Linked DNA regions of Pan troglodytes: region 1 is linked to region 2. A link is a contact called in public Hi-C data. All regions are on one chromosome and are shown on one strand. Each heading gives the region's core, a stretch centred on a gene start, on an enhancer-like site or on the middle of the called end of the contact. The rest is flanking DNA. Distances are from core to core; before and after follow the strand shown.

What was found. A called contact is a pair of places that touch in the nucleus more often than the background predicts.
Region 1: a contact with region 2 is called in a Hi-C map of stem cell-derived neural progenitor cells, with 6 times the contacts expected there. The contact joins the enhancer-like site here to the promoter of BHLHE40 in region 2. A contact is called at or near these places in 2 of 7 Hi-C or Micro-C datasets (blood and stem cell-derived neural progenitor cells).

Annotation. Positions count from the first base shown.
Region 1 is chr2:9,062,085-9,065,517 of NHGRI_mPanTro3-v2.0_pri, reverse strand. No RefSeq gene overlaps it. Among named protein-coding and RNA genes, the nearest start is that of BHLHE40, 47 kb to the right of the region's middle. Within about 2 kb of position 1,792, at least 18 of the 24 cell types and tissues checked have an H3K27ac peak or open chromatin away from gene starts, as enhancers often do. A contact at or near this core is called in stem cell-derived neural progenitor cells, where this site is marked.
Region 2 is chr2:9,014,099-9,017,728 of NHGRI_mPanTro3-v2.0_pri, reverse strand. BHLHE40 (basic helix-loop-helix family member e40) reads right to left here and starts at 1,389. Exons shown (of 5, transcript XM_516248.9): 1 at 826-1,389; 2 at 593-662; 3 at 216-323. The coding sequence starts at 905.

The DNA of each region.
Region 1 (3,433 bases), core at 543-3,042, 47 kb before region 2:
ATTTTTTAATAATTATTTTAAAATTATTTGTATTCCATTTTTAAATTATTTGTAGTTCATTTAAAAATAATAAACCCATTATATATTTATATATGTTTTATGAAAATAGCTGTATTTTCTAAAACGAACAACAATAAAAGATGAGTGAGAAGAATGCATGGTTTCAATTTTTGCAAATCTCTTTAGTGTCTTCCTTAATAGAAGACAGCTGGCTTTTCAGAGCTGCTTCTGCAGTCCGTCTATTGCAGCGTTGCCTGTCATGTGGTCTTTGGAAAACTCCACCGTGCACAGGGAAGAGAAAGAGTGAAAAAGGCAAATATCCTCTTAGTATTGTTAGGAAACTAGTTTTGACTTCACATACTCCCTGAAAGACTTGGGGTCTGGAACCACACTTGGAGCTGCTGCTGGGATGCAGTGATGGAGAAAGGGCTCGCAGGAGCGCAAGGCCGCAGAGAGGAGTCGTCAACTATGTGAAGACTTCCGGCTTTAAAAAGCATGGGGGTTGTTGCTGGGTGCGGTGGTTCACACCTGTAATCCCAGTACTTTGGGAGGCCAAGGCGGGCGGATCGCTTGAGGTCAGTTCAAGGCCAGTCTGGCCAACATGGTGAAACCCTGTCTCTACTAAAAATACAAAAATTAGCCGGGCATGGTGGCCCACGTCTGAAGCCCCAGCTACTCGGGAGGCTGAGGCAGGAGAACCGCTTGAACCCTGGAAGCGGAGGTTGCAGTGAGCTGAGATTGGGCCACTGCACTCCAGACTGGGCAACAAGAGCGAAACTCCATCTCAAAAACAAAACAAAACCAAAGCATGGAAATTGTACAGTGAGCTTCAGTGCGAATTCCGGTCGTGACTTGGTCTTAGAATAGCTGAGGGACTATGGACAGGTACCCTGCCCTCTCTGAACCTCAGTTTCCCGGTCTGCTTTATGAAAAGAGTGGCCTCTGGCCGGGCGCGGTGGCTCACGCCTGCAATCCCAACACTTTGGGAGGCCGAGGCTGACGGATCATGAGGTCAGGAGATCAAGACCATCCTCGCTAACATGGTGAAACCCCGTCTCTATTAAAAATACAAAAAAAAAAAAATTAGTAGGGTGTGGTGGCGGGCGCCTGTAGTCCCAGCTACTCAGGAGGCTGAGGCAGGAGAATTGCTTGAACCCGGGAGGTGGAGGTTGCAGTGAGCCGAGATCGCGCCACTGCACTCCAGCCTGGGCGACAGAGTGAGACTCTGTCTCAAAAAAAAAAAAGAAAAGGGCGGCCTCTAACATTCCAGGGCGCGCCCCGCCCCCACCCCTCCCCAAGCCTCTGGGAGGTTCCAGGAGGGATTTCAGAGCAACTCTTCCGTTTGCCAGCAGAAGGCGATGGAGACCAGCCTTGGCTGGACCACTTCCACCCCAGAGGCTCTTCACCGCCTCCCCATCCAGACCCAAGGTTCCCTAGTGGTCCGGACGGTTTCCTTGGCAGCGCTGGCACCAGGTATCTCAGGCCACCCAGGCTGTCCCAGGGAGGGGCTGGAGGCACCGAGAGCCCTTCAGATTGACCCAGACACGTGGCCAGGTTGAGATGCTGGGATTCTCCCAAACCCAGTCTGGGAGGAGCTGGGGAGAAAGAAGAACGGGTTTGGGCAAAGACACTTCAGCCCCTCCCCCCACACCCCCCGCTGGGCCTTTCGGTGGGAAACCACCCAGGAGCTGTTGACTTCTCACAGGGAAAGCCGGGCGGGGGTGGCCGGAAGGGAGCAAGACGGAGAGAGCGCTGCGCCAGCTCCCCGGGGACCGCCTGCCTGCAGGCGCGAGCCGGCGCTTGCATCAGCGCCTGCCAGGGCAGGGGCAGGGACCGCGGCCACCGGCGACGTCAGTCTCTTTCCCAGAAGAATTCCACTTCCTGCGGCCGGGGCCCGGCTGTGAGGGGGCGGGGTGGGGGGGTGGGTTGGTTTCGCAGGATGACACCACTCGTTTACTGCATCTCCTCGGTCACACACTGTTGTCTAGGAGACCAAGAGCATCCTGGCCGCCTCAGTGAGGCTAACCCGCCCCCGGGAAGTGACCCGGGGCACGGCCCACTCAGGAAGCCACTGGCTCTAGGGTGCAGGCCCCAGGAGACGAGGCCACCCACTACAGGTCCTGGATTCTGCCCTGAAGGCACCCGGTGGCCCACCTTCCATATTGTACCTGATTGTCAAGTTTTCAAAGCACACTCGCCTGAGGGTGTTAGAAACAAGCCAGAGAAAACTAGAGCCCAGAGAAGAGCCCTAGGATAGCCTGTAACTGGGAGAGCTGACTTTTCAAGCCTCTGTGATTTGGTTTGGTTTGAGTTGGGTTTTTTCTTACCTTTCTTGCCATAGATCAGGGTCTCACGAACCTCTTAAGAGTCAATGGCCCATCCACTATCAGTGAAGCAATATATATATTTTTTTGTTTGTTTATTTGTTGCTGTTGTTTGAGACAGAGTCTTGATTTGTCACTCAGGCTGCAGTGCCGTGTCTCGATCTTGGCTCACTGCAACCTCCGCCTCCCTGGTTCAATCCATTCTCTTGTCCCAGCCTCTCCAGTAGCTGGTATTACAGGTGCATACCACCACGCTCAGCTAATGTTTCTTTTTTTATATATATATTTTTAATAGAGACAAGGTTTCACCATGTTGGCCAGGCTGGTCTCGAACTCCTGACCTCAAGTGACCCACCTGCCTTGTCCTCGCATAGTGCTGGGATTACAGGTGCGACCCACCACACCTGGCTGCAATGTTTGTTTTAATTACTTTTGGCAAGTATTTCCTGAGTACCCCGAGCGTGCCAGGTGAAGAGAGACGGATAATAACAGCGCTAGCCAGCACGTATTAAGCCTTGCAAAGCTGCACCGGCATGAACTTGTGGCTTCAACACAACCTTATGAGGTAGGTGTTATCCCCATTTTACAGAGTAGAATACCCAGTTAATGTGAGACCAGCTGGGAAGTAAAATCAAATCTGAGTCCTAAACTAGAAGTCTTTACCATTACCAGGCAGCCTTGCAAAACATCAATTAACATGACAGACATGGCCCTTTTTCTTTGGAATTGATGCATTTTTACTGCATTTTTAAAACCATGCATTTAATCTTGAATTATGTGTTAATAATGTGAGATGAGGATAAAAGTAATTCCAAATAAGAAACACGTAATAACATCAATGCAACTAGCATTGAGGCCTACTGTATGCCAAACGCTGTGCCAAAGCCACTACCATTATTACCTCATTTGATACAACAACCCTATGAGGTCAGTTCTATCACTTTGGTCCCTACTTTGCAGATGAAGAGACCGAGACACAGAGGCGAAGTAACTTGTCCATGTCCCAGAGCTGTAAATTAATGCTCAGTAATGAGCAGAATAGCGTCCTGGTCCATGTAAGCGCTTAATGCACTTGTACTCGGCTTTGGAAAGAATGGAGAGACTGCAGT
Region 2 (3,630 bases), core at 140-2,639:
AGCCAACTTGGAGAGGTCCAAGTGGTTCTCGCCTCATTTGCATGAGTCAGCCCGAAAACGCCAGGACTGTGGAGGAGGACCCCACCGCAGAGCCACCCGCCAGCTCTGATCCGCCAGTCTGGTCTGCAGTTCCCCGCGGAACCTGCAGGCGGCGAGTGACCCGCCCGCCCTCTGGGCAAAGGACTGGGTTGGAAAGGGGCCAGCTTCTCACTTACTGTAAGTTTGAGATGTTCGGGTAGGAGATCCTTCAGCTGGGCGATGCACTCGTTAATCCGGTCACGTCTCTTTTTCTCGATGAGCCGGTGCGGCAATTTGTAGGTCTCCTGCAAGACGCACGGGGAGGCGGTGGGCGCTTGGGGAAGGAGATGAGAAGCCTATCCTCCCAGCCCCGCAGCAACAGTCCGGCAGAGGAGCAGAGTAGCAGAGTAGCACCCAGAACCATCGTCTGCCCTTTCTTTTCCAAGTCACTCAGAAGAGGCACCGAGCCCACACCCTGCATCCCCTCGCCAACCTCAAAGCGAGAAAACTTTTCTTGGAAACTCAGCGCGCGCGAGGGGCTGAGCGCAGGGTCCCTAGGGGTGCACTTGCTTACCTTGCTGTCCTCGCTCCGCTTTATTCCCCGTCTTGACTTGTACACTTGGTACATGTGGGCAGGGTACATCCTGCAGGAAGAGAGACCAGGAAGGGTCGTGACTGCTTGCGCACGGCTGCAGGCGTTCTGCCGGGCAAGAACCTCCCGGTGCGCCCGGAGCTGCTCCAAGTTGAGAGTGGCGCATAACATGGGGCTGGAGTTGAGGCTTGAAGGGCCAAGGAGTGCCAACTTACCCTGGTAGGTCTCCGTGCTCCAGTCCCGGTGCTTTGGGCAGGCAGGCGGGGGGTGGTTGCGCGCTGGGGATCCGCTCCATGGCGCGGCGAGCCGGGGCCACTGCGCGCTCCTGTCTGCACTAGCGGAGCGTCTGGATGAGGACTGTCCTGGAGAGGGCTTCGGGGGTCTCTCCGCAGATGTTCCTCTGAGTCTGAGCTCTTTGAAATCCCCTGGGCTGCTGGAATCTTCGGCTTTGAGATGCAGCTTCAGTTGGGGGCGTGCATGGCCCGGTGTCCCCGCGGCCTCTGGCTCCGACTCAGCGCACAGACTGGCGGTGTGTGCTCCCTGCGCGGTCTGCGCCGTGCAAGCCAAGTGAATGAGAAGTGGGGCGGGCGGGGAGGCGGGAGGGAGCGGGTGAGGGGGGGGCGGTTAGGGCGGAGTGGGGGGGTGGGGGGGCAAGCCGAGGAGTAATGGAGAGGCTGCGGGCTGGGTTAAATGGGAGCGAGTGGGTGGGTTGGAGCTACGTGTTCTACCCTGTGACTCCAGGCACGTCTGGCCACTGCCGGGGAGGGAAGGAGCGACCTGCCCGCCCTCCCCCGGCTTCATCACATGAGTCTCACGTGTTGGACAACGCTCCGGCGGCTGCTAGGGAGCCCCCACCCTCAGCCCCGGCCCCCAGGTGTCTGCGGCTGCGGCCGCCTTTCCCCGAAGAGGGGGTGGCAGCACGACCTGGGTCCTGCCCAGTTGGGTGGGGGGCGCGGAAGCTGGAAGGGACGGGGGTGCTGGGGGAGGGGGAGAAGTTGGTAACGTGGGCGAACCTGCCCCAGGGAAATGAAGTAAGTTCCCGTCTCCTGGGAGGGAACGGGGGAGGACGGATCCGCCCGCGTCTGACTCAAGCCGGGAGAGGAATATCCCCTTGCTAGCTCCAGCCCAGCCCTCTTCCTCCTCCCCCGCCCGGCCCGCTTGGAGGAACCGGCGCGCAGCGGAGGGAGTCGCCCGGCCCCCCAGCCTTCCCCAGAGGCTGGGGTTTCTTTCCGTCCTGGCTTCCCTGCCCCCACTGCTCACCCTCGCGTCCAGGAATTGCCCGCCTTGGGGAGGGACCGAGGGGCGGGGCGGATGTCACCCCATGGGAAGCGGGCCGACGGCCAAGCGCAGGGGCAGCTGAGGCTGCCGCCGAGCACGCCGCGCGCACCTGACCGTGGAGGGTGTGAGCCGAGGGCCCCTCGCTCCCAGGAGCTCCGCTCCTGGGCACAACCTGCGGGCGGGCGGGCACCCGGTTGCGCAGCCCCCTGGGTGCTCCAGTGTCACCCCCTTCCTCCCGGCCAGTCAAGCACAGAAAGATACCGGGCGCGGTGCCCGGCGTTCCCTCCCTCCGCTGCCCCCTCCGGAGCAGAGGCGCCCGGGTCGCCTCCCCTCCGGCTGCAGCGTTACACAACCGCGGCGGCGGCGCCTGCCCTGCAGCAGCGCAGGGCGTGACGCTTCACGTGGCCGGGCTCAGGTCGTAGCACCGCGGACCGCGAGCCTCTCTGCGTTGACCCAGGGACTGAGACCCCGGGGACGTGGTGCGCCAGCCCGGATCGGCCCTCTCCCTGCCTGTTGGGAAGTTCGGCGGCGCTGTTTGCGGTCTGCACCCGGGGCAGGAGGGATGAGAGAGACAAGAAAAAAACCGCCTGTTACAGGGAAATCTTAGCAATCGTGCAGTCGACACGTATTTCTTGAGCCCCCTACTCTGTGCTAGGCGCTGTACTTGTTGATGAATCCGACACGGATCCTGCCCTTGAACTTACAGAACCTCTAGGAAGAGGTTAAATTGAGCAATAAGGGAAAGGCAGCCCTGGGAAAATTGTATCGAGGCCACTGGCTAACAGAGGGGGAAAAAAAATGAGAACTTGTGTTGCTTTGTGTTTTGTTTTTAATTTAATTGTAACCGAGATGCCTAGGTAGAGAAGCGGGGGAGAAGCTAACCCAAAGCCCCAAGCCCGGGGCGGAAAGACCTCCTCCAGCGGCCCCAGATCTCTGCAATCTCACTTAGGCTGCCGGAGGGCCCCACCCACCTCCCCCGGAAAAGTCCGGGCTCTGTGACCTTCTCACTCAGCCGGGAGCAGGGAAAACAGCTGAAACTCCAATCCCGCGGTGTGAGCCCCGCTGATACAGTCAGAGGAGGGAGCCAGTGGAAACTCATGACTAAAATAAGGCCTGGCTGGGGATTTCACTGACCTCTGCGCTCCCCTGCCCTGCAAGTTCGGGGAGTTGAGAGATGACTGTAAGCCTTTCCCACTGCGCTTCGGGTCATTCACCCCACTGCTGAGTGACCTGGCTGTGGGAAGGATTGAAAAAAAAAATGGGGTCACTGCCGAGACTGGGTGAAGAGTAGTAGCCTCGGGTGCAGTTAGGGGGTCAGCCTTAACTGGCAGTGTCCTTGACGACCTAGAGAACTGGCATTCACAAGTTGACCAAACTGGCAGTGTATTTCCTTCAGGTCGCCTTGGAGAGCTCCCACTTCCTGTTTATATTTCACAAGCGTCAAACTCTTTAGCAAGTGTGAGAAATGCCTCCTTTTCTAACTGCTAACTGGCATGACCTCACTTCGGGGCTCAGAGATCCCTCCCTGCCAGAATGTACTTTTGCTGGCCAAAGGCGGGGACCGGAGTCCGCCCTGGAAACGCGCTTTCAATCTTGGGCGACCTGCTTCATTGTGTGATTTTAATAAGGATGAAGAGCTGTCACGGCTGCGTCAAAACCACGGTTCCAGCAGGAAATAAGCACTGGGAGAGGACAGGACACGTACCCCCTCCCGCTGACACCCCCCACCCGATGGCAGGAGG